3 separate regions of the Sus scrofa genome follow, and all the other regions are linked to region 1. Evidence: chromatin contacts called from public Hi-C and promoter capture Hi-C data. All regions are on one chromosome and are shown on one strand. Each heading gives the region's core, a stretch centred on a gene start, on an enhancer-like site or on the middle of the called end of the contact. The rest is flanking DNA. Distances are from core to core; before and after follow the strand shown. Region 1 holds the start of DYM (dymeclin). Region 2 holds the start of CXXC1 (CXXC-type zinc finger protein 1). Region 3 holds the start of CTIF (CBP80/20-dependent translation initiation factor).

The links. Promoter capture Hi-C pulls out the DNA fragments that hold promoters and counts their contacts. Hi-C and Micro-C count contacts between places; a contact is called where the count stands out from the background.
Region 2: a contact with region 1 is called in a promoter capture Hi-C map of liver, with 5 times the contacts expected there. The contact joins the promoter of CXXC1 here to the promoter of DYM in region 1. A contact is called at or near these places in 2 of 5 promoter capture datasets (fetal skeletal muscle and liver) and 1 of 2 datasets of contacts at active chromatin or transcription factors (alveolar macrophages).
Region 3: a Hi-C map of liver shows a contact between it and region 1, with 5 times the contacts expected there. The contact joins the promoter of CTIF here to the promoter of DYM in region 1. A contact is called at or near these places in 3 of 47 Hi-C or Micro-C datasets (heart right ventricle, liver and skeletal muscle).

Annotation. Positions count from the first base shown.
Region 1 is chr1:99,023,054-99,026,510 of Sscrofa11.1, reverse strand. DYM (dymeclin) reads left to right here and starts at 1,847. Exons shown (of 17, transcript XM_021092922.1): 1 at 1,847-2,149.
Region 2 is chr1:99,938,224-99,941,680 of Sscrofa11.1, reverse strand. CXXC1 (CXXC-type zinc finger protein 1) reads left to right here and starts at 1,556. Exons shown (of 15, transcript XM_003121437.4): 1 at 1,556-1,791; 2 at 2,590-2,708; 3 at 2,813-2,913; 4 at 3,225-3,457. The coding sequence starts at 1,789.
Region 3 is chr1:98,131,688-98,135,144 of Sscrofa11.1, reverse strand. It overlaps CTIF (CBP80/20-dependent translation initiation factor), which reads right to left and starts at 1,832. Exons shown (of 12, transcript XM_013992850.2): 1 at 1,531-1,832. It overlaps LOC106508955 (a long non-coding RNA gene), which reads left to right and starts at 1,804. Exons shown (of 3, transcript XR_001306118.2): 1 at 1,804-1,889; 2 at 2,610-2,702.

The DNA of each region.
Region 1 (3,457 bases), core at 598-3,097:
CTTAACTAAAGTCCAAATTTTATCTGGATTTCATCAGTTTTCCCACTGTTTCCTTTTTTTTTTTTTTTCACTGTTTCCTTTTTTATTTCCAGGATCTGATCCAAGATACCCCACTGCATTTACCAGGAGGGTTTTCATGGCTTTCTTGTTACTGTTTCTGCACTAACTAGACACTGAAGTAGTTATCATGTTTCTTGTGCAGACAGTAAGGAAAGTTGGTGACCAAGGATAATACCTTGAGCATTGCATGTACAATAAGTAGTTTTCAAAGAACTGCTACTCCAATTCATGCATTAGATATTGTGAAAAACGTTCTTGGGCATTCCTGTTGTGGCTCAGCAGTAATGAACCCCACTAGTATCCATGAAGATGCAGATTCGATCCCTGGCCCTGAGCCGCGGGTTAAGGATCTGGCGTTGCTGTGAGCTGCAGTGTAGGCCCGAGGCTACAGTTCCAATTCAACCCCTAGCCTGGGAACTTACATTTGCTGCAGGTGTGGCCCTAAAAAAGACAAAAGAAAAAATCTTACTCTCTGATTTATGGCATTTGCTTAGCAACATTATGACATTTGCCTGGGCACACTGGTTTCTAGTGCAGCTTTTTATTTCAAGCTCTGCAAAAAATACAAATGGGAGGGGATGTTAAATTTCACAAACAGGATTGCCTCGAAATAGAACAAGCTGTTTCTTGGTCTATAAAGCTAGTTCTGAAAAGATGCTTACAATTGTTGCTAGGTCATTTTGGGGTAGGTAGACTGTGTAATTTTTGTACAGGCAAAATTATAAAGTACTTTGAGGTTGGTTTTGGTGCCTCTTTTTGCTATAGTGATTTAAAAATAAAATTATACATATAATTAATCTTTTTTTGCATAAGAATTAGAAAACACATAGGAAAAGACTTTTAATCATGCGTGATCTCATTCCCCAAAGATAATAATTGCTAATATCCTTTTAGCACCCACCCCCACAGTTATAAAGGGTATTATAAACATAATTCATATGTGAAAATCAGATACTATACATACTGTTTCCACTTAATCTGTCACCAACACATTATTCACAGCATTGTTTACAACCACTTCGTAGCAGTGCCCACCTCTTTTCGGCTAGGCTCCCAGGTACTTTGTATTTGAGTATATTTTCCTTCAATAATTCTGCCAAGTTCAACGAATTTTCTGGCAATAGAAGCTGGAAAAGTATATGTAAGATCTCTATAGCACTTTTCAGAGTATTTTGGCACATACTGACTATATAATGGAAATTACAGTGACATTTATTCCATAGCATTATTTAAGTAAAGTAATAGCGTATAGCACATACAAAACAACCCATAATGTGCGTTACTGCTGACATCGTCGATGTCATGGGAAGTATCACCATGATCCTGTATGTATTTTAGATGAGGAAACCAGCCGGAGAGGTGAAGCAAGGGCTTAAGGACGTCAATCTGATAACCTCAGCTCACTTGACCTCAAATTCTAAACTTCTGGTACTGCACCATATTGACCCTTTCCTGTTGGACATGTTCTTTCTGACAGTACTGCAGGCAGTTCTAGACCTGCTACTCTGTCTCTGTCAAACATTACTTTCCTATTTCCCCACTCGTCAAAGCTCTCCAAGGAATTCCTGGACTTTAGTGTGATGATTGGGTTGGAATGAACAGGGACCGTAATAAAGTTAGGCCACCAGAACAAGAGCTGCAAGGTAAACCAGGACTCCAGTAGGAGGGTTAGAAGCTTCGGTGTCTTCTGATTTTGCCGCGCGGCTTTGCCGTTGCCCTGGAGGCTCGGGAGTGTGGAAAAACGCGTAACGCCCAAAGGACTACATTTCCCAGAAGTCCACACGCCGCGCACCACGTGACCGCTAGCTGGAGCGCGCCGGGCCCTTCGGTCCCCAGAGGCGTTCTCGGCTGCTTCCCACTTCTTTCCCCGCCTCTGGGCCTCCGCACTGACGCTGCTCGGGCGGGAGCGGAGCCGTAGCAGGATCCGGAGCCAGGGCCAGAGCCGGAGCCGCGGAGACGTGGAAACATGGAGGCCTGAACCACCGTGCGCCACCCCGGCTGCGGCGGCGACCGAAGCTTGTCCTGTCCCTTCTGCCACCCACTTGTCTGTCTGTGAGCTGGAAGCCGATCTCCCCGTTGGCTGGGACAGGTGGGCTGTGGCGCCGCCCCTGGCAACGCGGCCCTGGAAGCCCCAACTGGGGCCTGCACCCCTTGCCAGAGCAGGTTTGGGGACACCCTTTCCATCTCCGGGAAGGGCAGGGGAGAAGGGTCCTTCTGCCGGGGGTTGGGGAACGGAGACACCCTGGAGGGCTGTGCCTGAGCCGCGAGAGCTGCCCATAACTCCCCTTCCCCCAATTCTAGGTTCAGTTCTGGCACTTCGAGTCCAGAAGTGAGGGGGTGTGTTAATCAGAGTGAGAGGGGCCTCTGTCCGAGTCTGGGGCTAGGAGTTGGGGAGGGGGGTTACCAAAGATCAAGTCGATGCTTTGGGAGATGGGGTTGAAGTGACAAATGGGCGTGTGATGGGCAGGGCGAGCAGTTTTTTTTTTTTTTTTTGACATACACATTTTAATGGTAATTTACATACCATAAAATTCATCCTTTAAAAGTATAGTTAAAGTGTAACTCAGTGTTTTTTTTTTTTTTTTTAAGCATATTTACAGGGCTGTTCAACTATCTAATTTCAGAACATTTTCATCATCCAAAAAAAGAAACCCGTACCCATTAGCAGTCCCTCCATATTCTCCTCTCCTCCACTCCCTGACAACTAGCAATTGTGTTTCAACAGAAAGGTGAGAGGGAGGGAAGTTAGCCCAGGTGTTTGGGAACTGGGCACAGTAGTGGGTGAATAAAGCTGATAAGATGAAAGTACTGAAATGTAGAGAAGCTGTGAGAGGATTGTAATAGGGTCAGCAAGGTAGTATCCAGGATAGACTTGGGGGCAGATTGGGTGGGATCCTGTAATGAGAAGAGGTAAGGTGCTGTACTGAAAGATACTGGGGTTTGAGGGCAGTGGAGAGGGACCCTGCCCTTGGGGCAGATGAATTGAAGGCTCAAGAGAGGAACTGGCTGTGGAATTGAAGAGGATCTATAGGAATAAGTGATTGATTGCTGCTGAGCATATGAAATTTATGAATAATGTAGATTTCTAGAATGCTGACTCTGCTTTGTAGTGTTTATCTTAGATAATTGTCTCCACAACTTGGCCTGGGGAATTGTAAATTCTCATCCTGCAGATGAAGAAACAGTCTTTTAATGGTTAGGTGACTTCCTGAAACTCATCAGGTTAGTAAATAGGGAAAAATGAGTGGAGATTAGAGAATAATTGATGCACTTGGCTTAAGTGGCAGACCATTGAGGTCGGACAAGGTTACAAGAAGGTGTTTCAATTGTTAAATACACTAAAAAATCTATATTAGTATGATAGGCCAAGGACTTTGTTTTTGTACTTTATAAATAT
Region 2 (3,457 bases), core at 307-2,806, 920 kb before region 1:
TACAGTGAGAACAAGTAATCAAGAACAGACTTGCTTGAAGCTTTGGGCAACCTAGAGCAACCTCTGCCTATTACAAGGATCATGCCTACTCCTAGGCTTAAAAATCCCCCATGGAGACAGAGCTTTGAGGGCTATCTCCTGTCTCCTTACTTGTCATAAGTAATAAGAAATAAATGCTTCCGGTTTAACTGAAAGTTCTTGGTGTGTTCATCAGTGAAGCACCCCAAGTGACAAACTCATTGTGTCTGGTCACACAGGGTCAGGGGAAGACTTGATGAAGCCTTTAAAATTTTTGGTCCATCCATTCTCACCACACATGGTCAGGTCATCATCATTTACTGCCAGTCTGTGGTTTCTCTGGACTAATTCTGAGGGATGAGGGCTGCTGCAGAGGCCCAGAGGCTTAATCTTGCTAAGCCTGGCTAACATCTGATAGGAGGAGTGACAGCTGGAAAGAGTGGTGGGAAGAGTCAACAGAGATAATCAATAAACTATACTAAGGAACAGAAGAGCTGTTGTTATGATTGTGGCACGTGGAAGTTCCCTGGCCAGGGAGTGAATCTGTGCCGCTACAGCGACTCAGGGCAGCTGCTGTGACAACACCAGATCCTTAACCCTCTGAGCCAGCAGGGAACGCTGAAGAGAGTTTTATTTGAGCCAAGCTGCGGACTGGGGCAGGAGTGCAGCCTCCACCAAGGAAGTAAGGGCTCCAGAGAAGCATGGTTTTCAGCACAGTTTCATACCCTGTCAGAACAAAGAGAATACATCAAACACGACAGGGGTACCTTTCTTCAAGGTTTCAACAGACCCTAGTTACAAATTAGCATATAGACAGACAGCGAGCGTTACCTTGACATCTGGAACAGGTACTTTAATCTCCAAGAAGATCTAGCATTGGTGTCATAGGAAGGGAGGCATTTCTCCCTACTGTAAAAGTGGACATTCTTTATATAATGGTTAAAGCAAAATACAAGGTATGTTTGACTGTTCTAGTTCACATAAAGTTCAGGACAAATCAGGTATAAGCCCGGCTGGCTTCATTAGTCCCCAATATGCGAAATTTTCTTCCATCAGAGGTGATATGGGAGGCGTAACAACAGGACTGATTTCCTTCCCAAAGCAAAGCACAGCATGCCTGGAGCCCATTATTAAAATACATGTGGAAGGGAAAAATGACTGAATAAGAGCGTCTCAATCGGGTAACGTTGCCAAAGCTGCCCCTTCGCCTGCGAACATCTAGACAGTACCAGCTGCTGGCATCGTAATCGACCGCCAAGATGGCGGCGCCCTCTCAGAAGCCGTTTAGGACGCTGCCATGTGTTGCCTATGAACGGAGGGACTCTGCCACCTTACGGAATCGGATTTCAAGATGACGGCGTCTGCTTGGAAATCGCTCAGTAGGCGCGACCATATTGCCTAAACGTCTGGGCCGTACAAACAGTCCTGTACGGACAGGACCCGCAGACAAGGTGGCGGCGCCCTCGGTAGAGCGAAATATAGGCGTGGCCATGTTGCTTGCGAACTTATGGACGCGGCCACCGTACGGTCTCAGTAGTCAAGATGGCGGCGCCTGAGAGACAGTCCGGGCTTTTAGGCGTGCTACTTGCTTGTTTGTCGCGGAGCGGACGCACTGGGCCTGCGCAATAGGAGTACCTTGCTTGGGAGGCGCGTCTAAAAGCGGAAGTGCTTGTGGGCGCCTTTGCAACGGCCGCGGACGCCGCCGAGCGGTCTGTGTAGGTTCGCGGGTCTCTGGCGGGGTTTGTGAGGGGCTTCGCCAGGAGCGGAGAAATGGTGAGTGCGAGGTCCCAGGATGGGTCGGCGGTCGAGGTCAGTGGGGTTGGAAGCGGCGGGTTCCATGGGCAAACGCATAGGGGGTCTTTGGTGAACCGTAAGAAGAGTCTCTGGGCAGAATGGAGGGGGCCCGTGGTAAGCCTTAACAGGAGTCTGTGGGTAGAATGATGGGGGGCTGATGGTCAGATTTTTTATTTATGCGTAAGCCACATGGGAGTTCTGTGATGAGGGTCCGTAATGGAAGTTTAGGGGGGATCCGTGGTGGTAGTTCCTTGGGGGTCCGGATGGGGGATTCTTTGTGCGGAGTGATGATAAGCTTGCGAAGAGTTGTCTTGGGCAGTCTGGAGTGAGCAGTGTGAGTCCGTGTGGAGGGACCCAGGGGGCGGGGCTGTCTCCGAGGTTAATAACCGGGCATCTGAGGGGAACCCAGGTGGGAAGGCTGAGGAATAAATCATATGGTGTCTGTGAGACCCTGTGGTGGGGATTTGTGGGGAGCCATGTCGGAGGGCAAAATATGGTGAGTGGTAGGTTGTTTGTAACTAGCCGTCAAGAGTGGGAGAGTGGAGTAATGGGCTATCAGTGGGATGAGTGATTGGAAGTCTGGGGCAGAGTAGTGGGTGTCAGAAGTGAGTCATGGGGGTGATCTGTGGGGACTATGGTGGAGAGGTTGATGAGGAGCCATGATGAGACTATTGGCAGAGTGTTGGGGTCTGTGGTGAACCTTGATGGAACTGTACTGGAGGGATGAGGTGCCATGATGGGGGTTCTCTAAGAAGCCATGGTGGGGATATCCCACAGGAGGGGGATGCTTCAGACCCAGAACCTCCAGATGCTGGGGAGGACAGCAAGTCAGAGAATGGGGAGAATGCGCCCATCTACTGCATCTGCCGCAAACCAGACATCAACTGCTTCATGATGTGAGCTGGGGGAGAGGTGGGCAGGATTGACACCTGGCCAGGTTGCGGGGAGGCCGATGGGGCAGGACCCCTCACATCTCCATCACTCACCCTGTTTTCTGCAGCGGGTGTGACAACTGCAATGAGTGGTTTCATGGGGACTGCATCCGGATCACTGAGAAGATGGCCAAGGCCATCCGGGAGTGGTATTGTCGCGAGTGCCGAGGTGAGGGAGTGGAATGGACAGGGCAGGCAAGTGGGGCTTCGAGGGAGGAGGAGGAGCCTTTATGGGAAGGTGAGTCCTGGGGAGCGGTGATATGTGTCTGGGGACAGAGTGATTATTGGTTGTGCTGAGCTGGAACGGAGGCTTCATTGTGAGCTGTGATAGAAAGTCCCACTGGCAGGGGCAGCTCTTCTGGGGGTATGAAGACAGAGCAGGTGGGTGGGACAGAAGAGGAGAGAAGGGGAAGAAAGACTTCTGGGACCATCCATATCTCCCAGTGCCAACACATGCTGGCTGTATCCTCTGTCCCACAGAGAAGGATCCCAAGCTGGAGATCCGCTATCGGCACAAGAAGTCACGGGAGCGGGACAGTAACGAGCGAGATGGCAGTGAGCCCCGGGACGAGGGTGGAGGGCGCAAGAGGCCTGTCCCGGAAGCGGACCTGCAGCGCCGGGCAGGGACGGGGACAGGGGTTGGGGCCATGCTTGCCCGGGGCTCCGCCTCGCCCCACAAATCCTCTCCACAGCCCCTGGTGGCCCCACCCAGC
Region 3 (3,457 bases), core at 583-3,082, 890 kb after region 1:
CCAAGTAACCCCCGGCGCGAGCGCGAACAGACACAAGACGACGAGCCCTGGCGGGACCGATCCCCGTGGGGTATCGGGGCCCACTCGCGTCCCCACTACGCCGCTCTCTGCAGTCCCCGCCCCCGCCCCAAGCCGGAGCGGTGTGTACACACACAAACAGCTGGGCGGGGGAGGCGACGCCTCACTCTCCGGGATGGGGATGCACACCGCGCCGCCAACCATCCCTCCCTTTACACGCCGCACCTCCCTCTCTGCTCACATCTGTCCCCCGACCCCAACCCTGAAAACTCCACGAAACCGAAGAGCCAACACCGCCCAGATGAGGGGCTCAGACCCCGGAGTGTCATTTAATGTCAATGGAGAGACGTACCCAACTCAGATGCGCGGTTCCCGGGACGCCTCCCCCAGGTGCCCCCAGGCTCGGGTACGCGGCCCTAAGGAGCACCAGACCGCAGCAGCAGACCAGCCACCGCACCCTCCCCCCCCGCCCCAAGCCGGTGTTCAGGACAGTCACCTGCTCGCTGAAGAACCCGAGCTGGAGCCCACTCCGCTCCGGCTTGGGTCACCAGCTCCACCGCGAGCTGGTTTTTCAGAGCCTGTCAACTTAACCCCTGCTCCGCCGATGGATCTATTCCCTAGGCCCAGATACACAGCGGCGACAAGAATAATAATAAATAAGCCAACACAATCACCGCTGCGGGGAATGTCCAAAGCTGCGACTGCAATGGATCCACCGATCCAGTTTCCTCCTCTGCTCCCATCCCCCACGCCCCCCGCGGCCCGCGGGCTCACCAGGGACGGAGGGAGGGAGCAGCCTGTCTAGACGACAGACATCCCCGCGCCCGCGGGGACGGGCGCGCACACACATTCACACGCGGCCGCTGCCACTGACACAATCAGTCACCGAAGGAGGGAGGGGCAGCGAGGAGACATTCTCTCCGGGTCCCTCCGGGAGCCGCGAGCGCAGCAGCCTCCGGCCGGGAGCCGCCACCCGGAGCTGCGCTCCCTACCTCAGCGGAGCGCGGTCAAAACAGCTGCAAGTTTGGCCGCTACTAAACCAACTGCTTGATGCAGCAAATGCGGGCTTCAAAACAAAAGGGAGAGGAATCACGCTCGCTCTCTTCCTCCCCCCCCCACGGGTCGGAATCCGGCACATGACAGCGGCTACAACGCGCGGCTCCAACGCGAGCCGAGCTCCAGCCGAGCGCCCCCCCGCCAAGAACCCCCCTCCTCACAGGAGCTCCAGGGCTTCGGCTCCCCTACCGGCGGGGAACCCTGCGGAGAAGCAGCAAACCTGAGGAGGGGGCGAGACCGCGTAGTGCGGTCCTCTACAGAGGCGGGGACCACGGATGGGCGCGGACGCCTGGCCGCCCCGGACTCAGGGAGGGGGGAAGGGGGCGAATTGTTTGGGGCGGTTTTCCCGGATTTATCTATAAGCACGCGCACGTCACGCAGCCGTCCTCTCGGGTCCCCGAATCGACCCGCAAGCGGAGATGACTAAAAGAGGGGGGCGGGCAGGGGGATGCTCACCTCGGGGTTCCTCTGGCCGCCGCTCCGAGCCCGAGCCGGGGGGTGGGGGAAGGGGGCAGGGAAGGAGAAGGGAGGGAGCAGGCTCGGGAGAGCCTACTCCTGCCTCGAGTTCCGTGCGTCCGGGCAGCGGAGGGGCTCCGGCGCCCCAGCGCACCAACCCAGCAGAGAGGGGAGGGAGGGAGGGAAGGGAAAGAGGGAGGGAGGGGCGGGTAGGGGGGAGGGAGTAAAGGAAGGAAAAAAAATGATCCCTGCTCTGACACAGGGAAAGAGAATGTTGAAGAGTGACGTCCAGTCCCCGCCCTCCCCTCCGGCCACGTGCAAAGACTCGAAAGGAAAGAGGGCGGCGGGAGGCCTGCTGGGTAATGTAGTTCTCCTTTCTTTCCCGGGATGGCGGGCCCTGGAGAGCGGGACGCCGCGGGGAAGCCGGGGATGCCGCCTGAGCAGCCTAGATAGCCCAGTCTAGCCACCCCAAAACCGGCCGACCAAACCCGGCTCCCCTCACGACCTTGGCACGGCCTTGGATGGGAACCTCTGCGTGGGGAGAACTGGGGGCTTAGGCGCGGTCCAGGCTTGCAGGATAACATTGGGTTTTAGGGACCAGACCAGTTTTAAGGATGTGGACTTCCTTACTTTAAGTGCTAAGTCCGTACTAATGGCAGATAAAAGGGAGCTTTGTGTACGCATTGGGCTGCCCAAGTGTAGTTATTAACGCTGTATTAAATGCTAACGTCTGTTATTGAGATGCATATGTTATAATTAACATTTGAACATCTCAGTGGCAGGGGTGGGATGTTGTAATTAGATATGCACTTTGCAACCAATTAATTTTCCATTGGCCATGGCAAGGGCTAAAGCAGGGAGAATTCAATGCAATGGATAATTCAGTAATCACTTAACCAAATCACCAGTGTTTTCCAAGTACCTACTAGGTGCTAGGCACTGAGCCTTCTAGAGAAACATATGATGCTGCACACCCTCCAGGCAAGGGGATTATAAACTCGGGGGAGGAACTGTGTGACAATATAATCAAAGAAAATCATGTACTACGTCATGTAACATTTGGTGGGTATTTTTCACAGATGGGATAGTTCTGGGACTGCCAAGACAGAGCCTCGATTCCTGCCCTTAAGGAGCTCAACATCTGGTTAAGGACCACAGACAAGGAAAGTAGAGTAAGTCAACACTTAACATGAGAATAAGCATAAAGTGCCAGGTATCTCTCAGGATGGAGGGTGGCTGCAGGTGGGAGAGGGTCAAGGAAGTCTTCCTGGAAGAAGTAAGTAGTACTGTAGCTAAAAATACTAAAATTTTTAACAAGGCAAAGGATGCGGTAGGCCTCTGACTAAGGCTACAGGGTATAAAGTCTCCGTATGAGAGATAAGAGAGCAAATTATGCAAGTCCCAGCAGTTTGGCAGGGCAGAAGAGGGCAGGGACCCCAAAAGGAGGCTCAGGGATGAAGGGTGGGTCTAGAGGGCAAAAGGAGCCTAGGATGGCTTTTTGCCAGAGATGGGGTTTGCCGTGGGCCTTTGAAGAAATGGTGGGATTTCTTTGAGAGTGGAGAGCATGTGTTCTTGGCTCCAGGCTCAGAATGCACCAAGCCATCAAAGGCAAGCAAAGCAACATCCAGTCACATCCAGTAGAGCAGCTCATTTGACTCTTGCATCAAAGGGCATGGAGGGAGGTCATCTTCTCCCTTCTAGAGGAAGGCAGCAGGCACGGAGTTGCACATTTGTGATAGGCAGAGTGGGTACCAGAAGCTAGTTGTCTGGGTGCCAGTCCCAGTCCCCAGGCCAAAGGAACACACTTAAGCACACCTGACTCTTTCCGCTGGTGGGTCCCTCCCTCTTAGCATTTATGCCTCATAGGCTCCACAGTTATTTTTGTGCTTTGACATCTGAATGATTTCCTAGGTTTACAAAATATAAA